4 separate regions of the Mus musculus genome follow, and all the other regions are linked to region 1. A link is a contact called in public HiChIP or PLAC-seq and promoter capture Hi-C data. All regions are on one chromosome and are shown on one strand. The core of a region is the stretch at or near the end of the contact, and the rest is flanking DNA. Distances in the headings are between cores, read along the strand shown.

Region 1 (3,781 bases), core at 689-3,188:
TCTCAGTAATTCTCAGTAATTGAAATGTGTTGTTAAATGATTTAGAACTAAGATGCACCAATTTTGCAGACTAAGTCCCATATTGTTTGTAAAATAGCGTGGATTTTATTTTTCCTGCTTGATTTTAATGCTGAGAGGAAAGGCAAGGCTCGCCTCTGACTTTCTGGACATTAAAAGTACAGATTGTGGTCTGTCTCTCAGGTCCCAGGCAGTTGGAGCTGTAGCCATCAGAGTCCCTAATGTAAAGGCTTTGTTCTCTTTTGTTTCTTCTTAATGGGGCACTTTCTTTTCAGAACTCAGTTGCTATAAAATGGGAAAAGTCAGCCTTTTTATTAGTTCAGAAGAAGCCCATGGTATTTATTTATTTATTTATTTATTTATTTATTTCCCTAAATGCAGCCACTCCCTTTGCCCTGGGCAGGCTCAAAGATCTCTCCACCCTTTTGACAGCTGGATTGTGTCCTTGGTTTTCTTTGACTGTGGTTGTTTACTCTAAATCAGGGTTCCTCTTCTCCCTACACCTTTACACTTCTGCACCCCTGCCCAATGCAGGCCTTTCCCCCGAGATATGTGCTGGGTAAATCTCCAACTGATGTAAGCAAAAAAGGCAGGAAAGGTAAGTGGCAGACAGAGGACAGCCTAGAGGCACTGAACCTTGGGCTTGGGTCTTGGAGAGAAAGTCTAGTGACAAAGACAATGTATCCAGTTTGTGGAGTGTGTACCCAGCTCACATATTTATCTAGAGCTGAATTTATGTCTGATCCTGCCCTATGAACAAGGAGAAAGAAATGATCCCTGATGTCCAAGATCTCCAGAACCGCAAGTTTTCCCGGCTCTAGGTACCAGCCGCGTATGCACCCACCTCTGTCTGGTGATGAGATTGATGTAGTGTCGCAGAGCGGAGTAGTATCTGGCCATGTCCTCTGCTGGCGCGTCCTCGCCCGGATTGTCCGGCTTGGAGGGGTACCCCTCAGCCAGAATGCCCAAACACACGAGCAGAGATAGAGCGAGGGTCAGTCCACACAGCCCCATTCGCTTGTTACCTAGCATCTGTGGATACAGAAGGCTCAGACTTGGAGATGCTGAGATTGCTCGTCTTTGTCCCAATTCCAGCTATCACTCTAGACCCTCATCTAATCCCATCCCAGACCCTAGAATAAAAGCCCAGACTGGGCAGGCGCCACTTCCAAATCTTTAGAAGACCACTTGCCCCGACCTGGATCTTCTGCCCCGTCCACATATTTCAGAAAACTTCCTCCGATTCTCCTGGTGAGAGGCAGAGGTCCCCTTTTCAGAACAGAATTGGAAGTTCTGCCCTCTATCTTAAAGAATGACCACTTTTCTCCTCTCGTTCCTAAATCACCCTTGGAGGAGAAAACTTTTCTTCTGGGTTGCTTTTGATTTGTGTGGCTACAAGCGCTGTGACAGTCGGATACCCAGAGGCTCAGTTCGGATTTTGGAGGCAACAGAGCTCACCGTGCTAGAGACAATACTTGGGGGAATCTCCCACTAGGAGCACACATGCAATCTGGGTTCCTGGTTGTAACCAACCAACCAACCAAACAAACAAACAACCAAACAAAACCCCACCGCTGCCCTGGGATAGGTGTTCCCAGGTTCTTCTCCCTACCCTCAAAAGATAAGAGGCACGGAGGCGGGGCGCCCAGATTGGAGGGTCCCGGGGAAGGGCAGGTGGACAGTAGAACCTGAGTCCAGCAAGTGAAATTTAGGCGCCCCAAAGAGCTGGGTGTCAAGCTGGCAGAGCAAGCTCAGGGGACCGGCTGCGGGGCAAGTTCACTGGCGTCTGGGAGCCCGCGCCCCTGTCCCAGTTGATCCTGGCACTCACCGTGGCGGGCGGGCAGTCGTCGCTGAGCGGCGGGTGCTCTGCTCTGGGTGCCTCTGTGAGAGAAGAGATCCACCGGTGGGATGCGGAGAGCGGGTCGCCCACAGGCTTTTATGGAGCGCCCTTGTCGCGGCAGGAGGGGCCTCGGGGGCAGTCACGCCCGGGTGACTCCCACAGCCACTTCCCGCCCCCAGCGGCGGGGGAGGAGGCTGGAGCCACTGCCGCTCGAGTGGCGGCGTCTGGAGCCACCCACACCCCAATTCTAAGCGGCCCGCTCTGCGGGGAGAAGGGAACAGTCAAGAGTGAGCACCCTCGGAGCCCTCTCTCTATCCCCGACCGTCGAGTCCCGCTAGGGAGATGAAGCGGGACCGCTTAGGTTGCCTGTCGCGGGAATTGTCAGCTCTCTGCGTGCGGGTCTGTAGGGACCTGAATATTCTACTTGGGGAGCATATCTGGGGCCCGCGGGATAACTGCGCGCTCTGGGAGGGAGGCAGGCGAGCGAGGTTTTTCCCGCTCCCGGTGCAGGTGTGCGGGACCGCAAGGTCCCAGTGGCTTCCATAGACCCATTGGATCTACTGGTCTCCCCAAAAGGTGGGCCCTCCCCCAAGCACTCTCCCCAACGCTGCTAGCCGGGTTCGGCCTCAGCCAGAAACTCCCCGAGGCTGCCACTGGGAGCCCGCGGTCCATGAGCTTCTGTATCTAGAGTGGAAAGTGGCGGCGATTCGCACCCCTGTCTGTAAACCCTGTGAAGTCCCGAGTGAGCTTGGTTAGCGTCTGAATGAGCACTTGCTTTCAGATTGAAATGGAGCAGATTAAAAAACCAACACCAGTGTGCTTGTCGCGTTAAACTTGTTGAATAAATATGAACGATATTGAAGTTATGTTTACCAGATAGGGATTTTTACAAGGTACGCTTGAGTAAGTGCCCCTGGAAGTTTGAATCTAAGTGAAATGGTCCATTGCTAAAGTGGAATTTACGCGTTATTTTAAAGCTAAACTAAATGATTTCGTTTGAGTGTCACTTTGCGGGTTGTTTAAATAGTGCTAAATTGACTACTAATAAGAGGGAGAGAGGGAGGGAGGGAGAGAGGGAGGGAGGGAGGGAGGAAGAGAGAGAGAGAGAGTGAGAGAGAGAGAGAGAGAGAGAGAGAGAGAGAGAGAGAGAGAGAGAGACTATGTGATCGAATGATAAACCAGAACAACAATATCCCTCGCAGCTGGAAGACTTCACTTTCCCTACGTCAGAAACCTGCACCAGGGCCACAAACACTGAGCTGTCAGGGCTGCTTTTGTGCCCACATGAGGACATTTGATAAAAGGCAAAGCATCTAACAAGTCCTCTCTGATAAGGAGGAAGGCACACACTACTGTTCAATAATGTAATTATATTTTTGTAGTGAATCAGAGATTCACATCAGTTGAAGCCTGGATTTAGCAGGAGTCACAGGATCTCGGAGAAAGTACACCTTAGGGCGCGAGGGAGGGGCACCACTTTTGAGCAGGGACTCTGGGAATCTGATTCACTTCCTTTATAATGTCGGTGCTTGAAAACAAGAACTTTTCCCATCAGCATTTGGAAAATAAAGTCAAGGGAGGGTGTGCCCAGGATGTCACACTGTTCTCTTCCTTGTTGTCCAAGCTGCATCATCTGGCCTTGAGCTCTCAACATTCTGCTGATACCACTCCATCAATTAACTCCTTTGGTGGCTTCCTGAAATCATTGGTAGCTCATAGAAACAACCTCTCCCCCAACAAACAAAATCAAACGTCATTCAAAGCAGCAGTGTCCTAGCTGCTGGCTCTCTCCTTTGTTCCAAAGTCAACTTCATTGACTTTTTATTTATATGCGTGATCATTCATTGTAATAGCTTTTCTAAACTATCAATAAAATATACTAAGAAGCTTCGGATGTTTGAAAGATTCCCTTGGATACACATT
Region 2 (3,521 bases), core at 593-3,092, 720 kb before region 1:
AAGAGATATTGCTGGATCTTCCGGTAGTACTATGTCCAATTTTCTGAGGAACCGCCAGATTGATTTCCAGAGTGGTTGTACAAGCTTGCAATCAGGAAGGGGATTTTGAACCAAATTGCTTCATAGGTAGCAAGGTCCTCATACCTGTTCTAATCAATAGCAAACTCTTTCTCAAAACCAGCCTATGGCCCACTTCCCTTGGCTAGGACTCTCGGGCACTCTCTCCTAAGCAGCAGCCCATGGAGTTTTGGGGCCTTCTGAGTGACATAATCAACAAAAGCTTTCCTGGAGGTTCCAGCTACTGGTGGTGATTCCCGCTATCTGAAGGGAGAATCGGAAGAGTTGTATGACCGTGTATGATCTTGTATGACTGTGTATGATCTCGAATCCTGTTCAGCAAATCCTGGGTACTTATTCGGGACTTAACATTGAGCAAAGGCATAAATGCCCTGTTGTTTTGTTGTCAGCCATTGTGAGACTGTGGAAGTTGTGATTCTCTCTTTCCTCACAGTTGGTTCCCTGCCTTTGACTGAAAACCCTCCCTTTGTTTGTTTCCCAGTGGTGGTTAGAACTGTGGAAGTTTGGTTTTAGATGATGGCTCACCAGAATGTGTTCTCCCTCCTCTCAGAGTCTTCCAGGGCCACACCTTTACGTAACCAAGTGACTCGTGCCATCCTGATTCGGCCTGTGTGTGCTATATTTGCCTTATATCTTTCCATAGATTCTAAGCAAGCCAGTACACTGCATACTTCACACAGGTTATCTCACTTAGTCCTCCTAACAGCCCTACCAGTTAGGTATTGGTACTGTTTTACAGCTTGGAAATCAGAGCTTGAGAAGGTAAATAGTGGCCAGGTTTGTAGAGTATGGGCACAGAGGCTTAAGGCTGATGTTGGTGTCCATGGATTTTGGACCCATCTCCGATGAGTCATTCCCAGCTTCGTGGAGGACACATATCACTTGGGGAACACATAAGAGTAAAATCTGTGCCTACCTCTTGTCCACTGCCTCCTGCAGTGCCTATTTTGTCTAAGGCAAGTGACTAACTGGGTTCTCTCTGGTTACATAAGCCATCAACATCCATAACATATATTTTATAATAATTTATTTTTTATTCACTTTATATCCCAATCACAGCTCCCCTCCTCTCTTTTCAGTCTCACTCTTACAAATCCCTCCCCCCATTGCTTCTTACCCCTTTCCTCAGAGATGGGGAGCCCCCCTTGGGTACCACTCTACCCTGGGACATCCAGTCCCAGCAGGACTAGGCACATCCTCTCCCAATGAGGCCCAACGGGGCAGCCCAGGTAGGGGAAGGGGATCCAATGGCAGGGAACAGAGACGGAGACTCCCCCCACTGCACTTGTTAGGGGGCCCATATGAAGACCAAGCTGAACATTTGCTACGAATGTGTGGGATGGTCTAGGCCAAGCCCCTGCCTGCTCCCTGGCTAGTGACAGTCTCTGTGAGTCCACATGGTCCCAGGTTAGTTGACTCTGTAGGTCTTCTCCAGCAGCATATTTTTAAAGGTGTATTTTATTTTTTACATTATGTGTGTGAGTTGCACGGGAGCAGGGGGCTGCACATGGTTGCAGGTGTCTGTGGAATCCAGAGACATTCGGTCCTCCTTGGAAATCTATAAAGTATATTTAACCTTAGACCATTATCATAATGCATAAGGACCTGGGCACTCCAGAAGGAATAAACAAAGAAAGGTCAAGTGTTGGAGAGAGTAAGGTTAAAGAAAAAAGAGAATTTTGTGGGTTTGTCACCCGGAAGCTGGATATCTGAACACGTGATTCTGAGGGTGACAGTAACCTTTGGAAACTAGAGGCCAAATCCCCACCCTTCCGGTAACAGTAACAGTGCTTGGTTCTCTGTGGTCACACGGGGTGAAGACTGACAGACGTGTTTGACTTAATGCTCTACGATGTCTTTGCAAAGTAACTGATTAAAAAAAAAAACTAATAAAATGAAAATTGAAATCTCAAAACAAAACAAAAATCCCTTGGAAGTCATAGAAAGCCCCTGTGCTTGGCCTCCTAGTGAACACAAGAGGGCGCTAGGCTCACATGATTCACTGGCTGCCTATGAACACACTAGACACATTACTTAAAAGGCATTTCTTAAACGTTGCACGTGCTGAACCAACAGATTGCTTCACACTGTAATCTCCACCCCTTGTGTAGTAACTGTCATCTCAGTTAATTTTATGGGTCTCAAAGGCTTGCCCGTCCATAGAATGAGGAATTATATACCTAAAAACAAAACCCAGAAGTTTTGTCAGGTATGAGGATCTGAAAGAAGAGTTGCAAAAGCAACTTTTTTCTGGTGAAACCTCCCAACAGCTTAAGAGGAAGGGGCTTTGGCGAAGATTTCAAGTGTTATAATTCTGTAGGACACACGCTGTCTGAGCTGGACATCGCTAACCCTTCTAACTCCCCAGCTGGTTCCAGACTCACAAAGCTCACTCCCATGATTCCTCAGCTTCTCACGGGGGCGGGGCTGTCTGTGTCAATGTCAAGGAGCATTGGGGGGGGGGGGGGGTCTAACTAATAATTCTGTTTTTTTGTGGTACAATAAAGAAGAAAATCGGATAAATAAACACATGGTGGTAGCTACAGTTCTTATTTTAGGAAAGTTATTAGACAGAGGAGTGTTACATACCATTCAGATTTTACATCGTTATCTGGAGAAGGCATTAAAATGAAAAGGGTAGAGCTGGGGAACAATGGAAATTAGGGTTTTGCCATGAGTTTGAGACGGGGGTTGTTTGTAGGAGTGGACACTGGCAATGAAGGACAGACAGGCCTGATTTGTTACACAGGAAGGATCAGAGATGAAGATGCTGGGTTAGGACCCACTGGCAAGGAGAACTTTGACATGGATGTACTCACTAAGAATAGAACATTAGTACTCTTCTAGTTGCTATGACAGGACACCTGACAAAAGCATCTTAAGGAAGGTGGGGTTTACAGTTTGAGGGCACAGTATATTCCAGCAGCGGCGGGGTGGGGGGCCAGTTGCTTGCATGGTACCTGGAGTCAGGAAGCAGCGATGGATGGGGGCACTCACCTTGCTTTCCCCAACCCCTGGTAGAATGGCACACACATCTAGGGTGGGTCTTCCCTCCTTGGTCAACCCCATCCTCACGGAATCACAGACTCACCTAGGATCTTGTCTCTTCAGTGGCTCAAGATCGTGTCAACTTGACAGTGAGTGTTAACCATCAGATGAGGTCAGCATAGAGAAAGAAGGTTTGAGGGACAGCCTTACGGGCCTAGAAAGTCTCAAGAGGGACAGGTGTATCCGATACCACACCACTGTCTAGGGAAGACAGCAATCCTAGTGTTACATACTGCAGAGAGAAACATGACAAGCACCAGAAGTTGTAACCAGAGAAACCTCTGGCTACATTCAAGAGAGTATGCTCCAGCAGGAAAACCTAAGAGTGTTCCGGTGGATAGACTTGAACACCTTCTCGCAGCAGAAGCAGGATGCCAGGCTGGAAACTAAGTTGA
Region 3 (3,776 bases), core at 978-3,477, 770 kb before region 1:
TTTGGCCAGCATCCCAGCTTTCCTGGGTCCTCAGACAGCAGGAAACAGTTTAAAGAGAACAGCGCCCTCACTTCCAGCCTCACATCACTCCTTCCTGTTGCTTCACCTTTAATATTAAAAGGAGGAACGCTGTGAATTGGGTTCTCTGCCAGAGTGCTGCTCAGCAACTCAGCGGCAGCACATTTCCATGGTCAATGCAAGTTACACACTTCCTCTATGCAGCAGGCACATCCTTTAAAAGACCCTGGCCACCCAGATCTAGCTCTGTCTGTGTCTGCCCTGTCTGTTTTGTTCTGTCGCCTGGTCTCTTGTCTCTCTCGTGTCCCCACTCCGAGAAGGCATTTTGCTCGTCCTCCCCAGTAAGGCCCTCAGGCAATCTGTTCTGCAGCATGAATCCTCAGCACACCTTGGCCCCACACTTAATGGGTATTCCTGACACTTAAGGCTAATAGTGTTGGTGTTGTGCTCAGACTGTAAAAACCCCAAAGAGGCCACCAGGAATCACAACCTGCTGTAATCCCATGAGGGTCTTTATTCAAGCTCAAGCTCGGGCCACCAACCTTCCTGATGGAACAGGAAGGAGAGTAAACCCCCAGGTCTAAGCAAAGGGGGGTTATAAAGAAAAAAAACCGCAAGCGGGGTCTCCAAGCCTTGGCATTACACGAGGGGTAAAGGAATGCTGTCCTTCAAACCTGATAGCATTGGTTCAGACAGTGGGGCAGAGCCGCGCAGCTGGAAAGGGACCTTTGTGATCTGGGAAAAGAAACTTGTGCTATCAGAAGTTGGTGTATTTCTACAAACGTCACAGCTGTCTGGGGACACTTAATTGTCTCTTTTCCATAGTCCCAGAGTGGGCTTTTATCATTTCAAGGATATTAGCCTCTGCTTCCTTCAAGGGCAGGACCCTTCTGCACAGGAGAAATGTTGGTTGTTAATCAAAAGGGGGTGTGCATTTCAGTGATGTGGAGGCTAGACTATGCTGCTTTTCGTCTGTTCCCAAGGCTGGAATTTGCCCCCCTCCCCCCGCCCGAGAGTCATCAGGGGGAGGGAGTGTTAACTGTTCTGGCTCCTCGAAGAGTCAGGAGAGTGTAAGATCTGATATGCAGGTTTCCCTTGTCTCTTAATTGGAAATAATAAATTCAAAAGACCTTTGTAAACCAAGCAGTTTTTAATATTCAATTCTGCAGAAAGCAACATAAGCACTGAGAAAAGCCAAACACTGCTGCTGTACTGATTTGAAGAAAGATGATGGCTTTTCCCCTGATACCATGAAAGTCCAGCTCCCTTCCTGTAGGCCAGGGCTTGCACCCTTCCCAAATTCTTCATCCTGTTGGTTTATGGCAAGAGCTTTATCCATAATTTAGGACTTGAGAGTGTCCCTTTCTCTGATATAGTGTTCAATAGGCTACCAGTAGATCTCCAACTCTTCTGAGCTGTGAGAAGCTGGGTGAACCACCAGCTAGTAGAAAAGATACCTCCTTGCCTTGGGCTTTTCTGTAACTCTGACGAACTTAAGAGCACATCACACTGCAAACTGTAACAATCTGTTTTTTTTTGTTGTTGTTGTTTTTTGTTTTTTTTTTTTTACACAAAGATCTTCTCTCTCTCCTTCCCAGGACCAGAGCTTTTGTTTCCCTCACACCTTGAGAAAGCATGCTCACCCACCCAACTTAGGGCAACTGTAGATCAGATAGTCTGCCAAGCCAGCGCCGCCAGAGGGCGCCTGAGGTCAGCCTATGGCGGGGCGTGAGGCAGCGGAGCCGGAGCGGGGCCTAGGACTGGACTGGTGCCCTCAGGAGGTGGGGCGAGGGAGGGAAGAGGTGGGACTTGGGTAGAAGGGCGGGACCAGGCCTGAAGGAAAAAGGCCCCAGGGACCGCGAAGAGAGGCGGGTGGGCGGGGCCTGAGAAGGGGGCGGGGCGCAGGGGCGGGGCCGAGTCTGTAGTTGAGCGCCTCTGGCACATGCAGGAGTTTAAAGGCGCTAAGACTCCGGGGCCAGGCATGAGGTTGAAGCGGAAACGCGGCGGTTCCACCTTTCCCCTAGCCACAAAGCCCTCTTTCCTCACTTCCGGCTTCTCTTCCAATTCTGGTGGTCTAAGATCCTCTGAAGGGCTCCCCGCCACACGTCGGCCAGCGCCCCACCCTCAGGATGTGTTACCTAGTGCGCGGTCACCGCCGCCGTCACAGGCAGCCTCAACCCCGCCCCGGCCTGCCCGCAGCCCTCTGGCCTTCTTCCCCCGCACCTGCCCGCACGCTCCCGGGGCCCGCAGGTGCGGAAGACCACGAAATTCCACGCCCCGCGGAGAGGAGACCCACCAGATCCCGAGACAAGAAAGGGAGACGCGGTCGGGCAGCGCTCCGGGGCAGATGTGTCAGGTGCGTGCGACCCCTGGCTGCACGGCTTCTAGGGACCGGAGTCCTCCGAAGGGACGGGCTTCTCTCCAGCGCTCTGGGGAACCCAATGTCCCCCATGAGGACAGAGGTGCGCACCACCCAGTTTAACTGCCTGAGAAACAGAATTGCAGAGCCTTGAGAGGAAGGGCTCTTGACCTGTTAATGACGAGTCTCCCTGCTTAGAAAGGCCCCCGCGCTAGAAGTTACCTGATTGTTCTTGAATATTGTTACATTTGAGGTGAGACATGAATTGTTTCACAATGTGTTCATCTTCCACTCTGCAGGTTTGCTTCAGTTTATCTCCACAGGTTTGACAGCATCCACAGACCCTCACAGCCAGTAAGAAAATAAGCCTCTGGTTTTTGTGCATCGATGAGTTGAATTTTGCCAGCAGAAACTGTTTCCTGTCCGGTCTAACCAAGGCAGTTTACAAGTCCAAATTTTCATTTTTATCTATTTACTTATCTCCAGACTAACATTTTAGGCAAGAAGCATGGAGGTAATTCACGGCAGGCCCCACTGCTGCAGGAACCTTGAAGGAGCTGACATTCTGTCAAACACCTTTTACTCTAACGGACTGCACACCCCGTACGAAACAACTATTCGGCCAACTGCTTCACAAGCCAGGTAAAACAAAAGTTAGAAAAACGCAGGAGAAAGATGTCGTTGCATTCGTGACTTTTTCTATAACACACACACACGTGAGCACTCCCATATATCACATGAAGGAGAAGGCAAAGCATGAGTAAACTACATGGTTAATCTGTTAAAACTGGAAAAGGGCTGTAGGCTATAACAAGGGAGGCATATTCTTCCACTGCATTCTACAAGTGTGTGTGTGTGTGTGTGTGTGTGTTTTGCTAGGGACTGAGTCCAGACCATGCCTGCAAGGCAAACACTACCACCAACCTACCTTTCCAGCCCTGTTCTAGAACCCTAGGATGGCCCCTTCCTTCACTTGGAGAGTGTTTTAATAGAGCACTACGGTACTAACAGCCTGCCCACCAACACCTTCTGCCAAGAAAGAATCCCAGAGTTGGTGGCAAACATGATGCTGTGTTTTGTTGTAGACCTTTCGCTCCTCATGACAGCCATGAATAGAGTAGAACTGTTACCCTCTTTCACCTGTGATATATGTAGGGTACAGACACATATTTCGCCAAACTCTGTCTCAGCTACACCCCCAACCCTGTGATTTACTTGATTTTTAGAGGAAGAATAAGGCTCTGTTTCTAAGTACCTTGTGTAGGTGTGTTCTTCTAATTTCACACGGCCAAACCCCTAATAATTCTTTGTAGACGAGGATAGGTAGATAGATGTCTCAGCTGGCACAGTGCTGATCACACAAGCCTGAAGATGTGAATTTGATCCCTAGTAAAATAGG
Region 4 (3,455 bases), core at 231-2,730, 630 kb before region 1:
CACCATTTACAAAGTCCAAAGGTTGGATTTGCCTGTAGCAAAAACATTTCTGTGGGATAAAAGGCATGTATTCGGTAGAAAAGCTGGCCTGGATGCAACAAGATGATTTGGAGTAGGGAGGGGAAAAAAAGTGAGTGTGACTCAGGCACCTGAGCTGGGCGTGGGCAAGGTGCCTCAGGCCTGCTCCTCGGTGCTCCTTCCGGTTTGGTGTAGTTTAGGAAGCCCTGCATCATTTATATAGGGATTGCCGAGTGCTAGGGCTCACAGCATCAAGAAAATCTGCTTTCTTCGTCAAACTTCCCCGGCCACCTGGCAGAGCCAAAGACAGTTCCAGAGAGTGTATCCGTGGAAGGTTCCAGAAAGTGAATATCCAAACCTAGTGAATGAAACATGGTTTATACAGATGTGAGAAAGAGCCTCAGAGACGTTCATACAGGGTCAGCCTGACAACGGTCAGCCGCTGGTGGAGGCATGTACTTGGCACTCTGGAACATCTAGAGTGTCAGCAGCTGAGCCAAAGGAGCCAACATGCCCAGTTCGGTGAGGCAGGCCAGATGGATCTTAAAGGGGTTAAATACATCTGCAGTTCCTAGTGCCCAGAAAGCGTTTCCTGAGCCTGAGAGCTGCTGAGTCCTTCCTGCTATGGGAGCCTATTTGAGAACCTCCTCCCAGAGGACTTCAGGGGCCTGAGCTTCTTCCATCACCCCTTCGGAGGCTCTCTGCATGGCGCTCTCTGTGCTAACAGTTCACCAATGTTTTCCTGATTATTCACATATATATATATATATATACTCTCTTTGGTTTATCGTCTGCGTCCTCTCTAAAATGTAGGTTCTGAGAGGGCAGAAACCCGGTGTGCCTTTACCGCAGGTGCAGGATCACATCTGTTCCTGGCATTCATCATTCCCTGCCCACCGGGCCACCTGCGGCGCTGGACTCATGTGCGGTTTGCAAATTGACCTCAAATTATCAGTGGCTGACATCCAAGCTAGGATTCTGGCAAGTGGGCGGTGAAGTCGGATGGGCCTGGACATCTAGCCAGATGCTCCTGCGTTTCGATCGCAAACTACACTGCATCTTCTTTCCTAACCTATGGACGGGAACTGTAACAACAACAACAACAACAACAACAACAACAACAACACCTTTCTCCCTTCCTGCCTCCTCTGTAACCCTATACCAATCTGGACAACTGCTTCTGGGGGCCAGGTCCCCAAAGTCCGAACCAGTTTCTAATATCTTGTGTCTAACCCTTGGCTCACCACATATTTCCCCCTTATTTATTCTCAGCTCTTTTCAGTGTTCAAGTGATTATTGTCCGTTGGACTACTTTAGTCCCCTGGAATCTTCTCCTTAAAACAGCTCCTTTCGCGCGAACCTCAACTTCCTCCTAAGTCATTCACTAAATATTTATTGAAAGCCTAAGGGGCACACACTACTCTAAGGATGCTGGGAGCCGCTGCCCCGCCCAGCCACACCTACCATCACTCTCCACCGCTCCACACGCCCTGAACCCTGGCTGGCGTCACGGAATCCGCCTGCAGCTTCCAAGTCCAACGCCTCACCGCCTTCCCCCGATGACTCCTGATTGGTGGGAGTGGGAGCCACTCTGCTGCCCCCCCTCCACCGCCCTTTTCACGTTATTCCGCCCAGTGGAGAACTCAGGCTCCTCCTCTTAGCTCCCTCCCCTCGCTCCAGCTCTTCAGCTAATTGCCCGGCAGCGCGCGCCCTAAAGTTCTAGGCGAAGTATTGAGAACTGGTCGCGGGGATCGCACACCGGCCAGTAGCAGGGGACCAGGGACCCCGGCACCAGGAGAGCTGGTGCACTGCGCGGGCTCTCGCCCACCATCTGTCTGCGAGCAGCGCTCGGCGCCCCAGTCTCCTGCGGCTGGTGCTGGAACTGCCGTCGGCTGAGACTTGCAGGGACCCGAGAAGCCCGGTTTGCGTCCTTCTCGGTCTGAAGCACGCACTGGGGAATCGAGAAGCGTCCCCAGCAGCGGAACACTTAGGTGAGCAACAGGGCGTCCGCCCGCCTGGGGTTGAGCTGTGGTGGAGGCCCCGAGAAGGCTCGGGGACGCAGCCATTCTCTATGGTTCAGACTGTGTCTGTGGTGGTCCCGGGAAGCCCGGGTCCACGGGGCAGCCCTGAGACTAGGAGGTCGTCTGTCGTGTAAGCGCCAGTTTTCTGGGAGGAAGCACTCTGGTGCTGCTCACCCTGGAGCTGTGCCCCTCGAGTTACAGCCTGGCGGGGATGGACCCGGAGAAGGAGCGGATCTCAGGAGCCTGCGTGCGGGTGCATGAGGATGCCGCGTAGAGGAGCTGTCCCGGCACAGCCTGGCGCTGTGACGGGCTGGAGGCACAGGAAACCTGCTTAATTCTGCCAGGAGGAAGGCTTTACTACACCCTCGAGCTTGGGGCCCTGCGGTGCAGGCACCTCGCTCTTCGGCCTCCCCAGTCAGGTCACACCGCTCCACAGTGTCTGCACTGGGACCGAGAGCACCCTTCCCTTGGGGCTTCAAGCACTCAGCGGGTGATTGGTGCCTCTGGCGTCTCCCGTGGCATTGTCTTGTGTCCTTCAGACACTTCTTAACCAGCCGCGCGCCTCCCAGACTGTTGGAGCTGAGAGGGACATAAAGTTGTCTCTCACCTTGTGTCAGGGAACGGGGCTGGGGCATTGGAGTCCCCTCCGATGTCGCAGTGCCCTAGGAATCTGATTACTTGATGAGATCGTTTGGGTAGTGTATTTTATTTACACTGTAGCTGCAGAAGATGGTTTCAGAGATAGGTAAGCATAGCTCTGACTTTGGGTCATCCACACTCAACACTCTAAGCATCATACAAGGTGAGGACCTCCTTTTGGCCTCCAGAAACCTTCAGACAGATTGCAGTGCATCCAGGCTAAATGTCCATTCTGTCCATCAACTCCACACTGCCCTGTTTGCAGCTCTTCACAGAGCCTAAAGCTGTCTGGAATCATCTGCTTGTTTTTCCATCTGCCAGCCTTCTTCCGCTGCTAGGATGCGAAGTCCTGGGAAAGCAGAGACCAGGTCCTATTTCTCGGTCGGTCCATCCTCAGTGTGGAGAAGGCAGCTCTCCACACTGCAGCCTCACACTACACATTTATGGAATGAGTAAATGTTAACTTCTTCATAATCTGAGACTATTGATTTCATGGCTGGTTTGGATTTTCATCTTTTTCCTTTTTTATCGGAAAAATTAATAAATGGCAGTAACTCCTGCTGATGAGCATGCACTAACCATCAAGGTATTTGCTGGGAGCTCTGTGTAGATACATATAGATGATCCCTAATATTATAGTTGTCTGATTAGCTAGATTTTTTTAAGTCCCCTATTTTAGATGTGTGTTTACAACCCCGTGCTTTTTTAGACAGGTGTGTGGTGGTTAGAGGACTTTAGGAGTTGGTGTGTTCTCCCTCTCCCTCTCCCTCTCCCTCT

Evidence for each region. Promoter capture Hi-C pulls out the DNA fragments that hold promoters and counts their contacts. HiChIP or PLAC-seq counts read pairs in DNA pulled down with a chosen protein or histone mark.
Region 2: a contact with region 1 is called in an H3K4me3 HiChIP or PLAC-seq map of bone marrow-derived macrophages, with 7 times the contacts expected there. The contact joins the enhancer-like site here to the promoter of Npy in region 1. A contact is called at or near these places in 8 of 39 promoter capture datasets (embryonic stem cells, hippocampal neurons, liver and 4 more), 5 of 484 Hi-C or Micro-C datasets (embryonic stem cells, macrophages, nephron progenitors and 1 more), 5 of 115 datasets of contacts at active chromatin or transcription factors (bone marrow-derived macrophages, embryonic forebrain, embryonic hindbrain and 2 more) and 1 of 9 other capture datasets (embryonic stem cells).
Region 3: a contact with region 1 is called in a promoter capture Hi-C map of embryonic stem cells, with 3 times the contacts expected there. The contact joins the promoter of 4921507P07Rik here to the promoter of Npy in region 1. A contact is called at or near these places in 3 of 39 promoter capture datasets (cranial neural crest, embryonic stem cells and hippocampal neurons).
Region 4: an H3K4me3 HiChIP or PLAC-seq map of embryonic stem cells shows a contact between it and region 1, with 4 times the contacts expected there. The contact joins the promoter of Osbpl3 here to the promoter of Npy in region 1. A contact is called at or near these places in 2 of 115 datasets of contacts at active chromatin or transcription factors (embryonic stem cells and pancreatic cancer cells).

Annotation. Positions count from the first base shown.
Region 1 is chr6:49,820,867-49,824,647 of GRCm38.p6, reverse strand. It overlaps Npy (neuropeptide Y), which reads right to left and starts at 1,938. Exons shown (of 4, transcript NM_023456.3): 1 at 1,847-1,938; 2 at 863-1,050. The coding sequence starts at 1,050.
Region 2 is chr6:50,544,157-50,547,677 of GRCm38.p6, reverse strand. No RefSeq gene overlaps it. Among named protein-coding and RNA genes, the nearest start is that of Gm38806, 5.2 kb to the right of the region's middle. Within about 2 kb of position 1,842, at least 73 of the 459 cell types and tissues checked have an H3K27ac peak or open chromatin away from gene starts, as enhancers often do. A contact at or near this core is called in bone marrow-derived macrophages, macrophages and pancreatic cancer cells, where this site is marked.
Region 3 is chr6:50,595,041-50,598,816 of GRCm38.p6, reverse strand. It overlaps 4921507P07Rik (RIKEN cDNA 4921507P07 gene), which reads left to right and starts at 2,227. Exons shown (of 10, transcript NM_027564.3): 1 at 2,227-2,374; 2 at 2,864-3,019. The coding sequence starts at 2,886.
Region 4 is chr6:50,454,379-50,457,833 of GRCm38.p6, reverse strand. It overlaps Osbpl3 (oxysterol binding protein-like 3), which reads left to right and starts at 1,480. Exons shown (of 24, transcript NM_001347213.1): 1 at 1,480-2,009.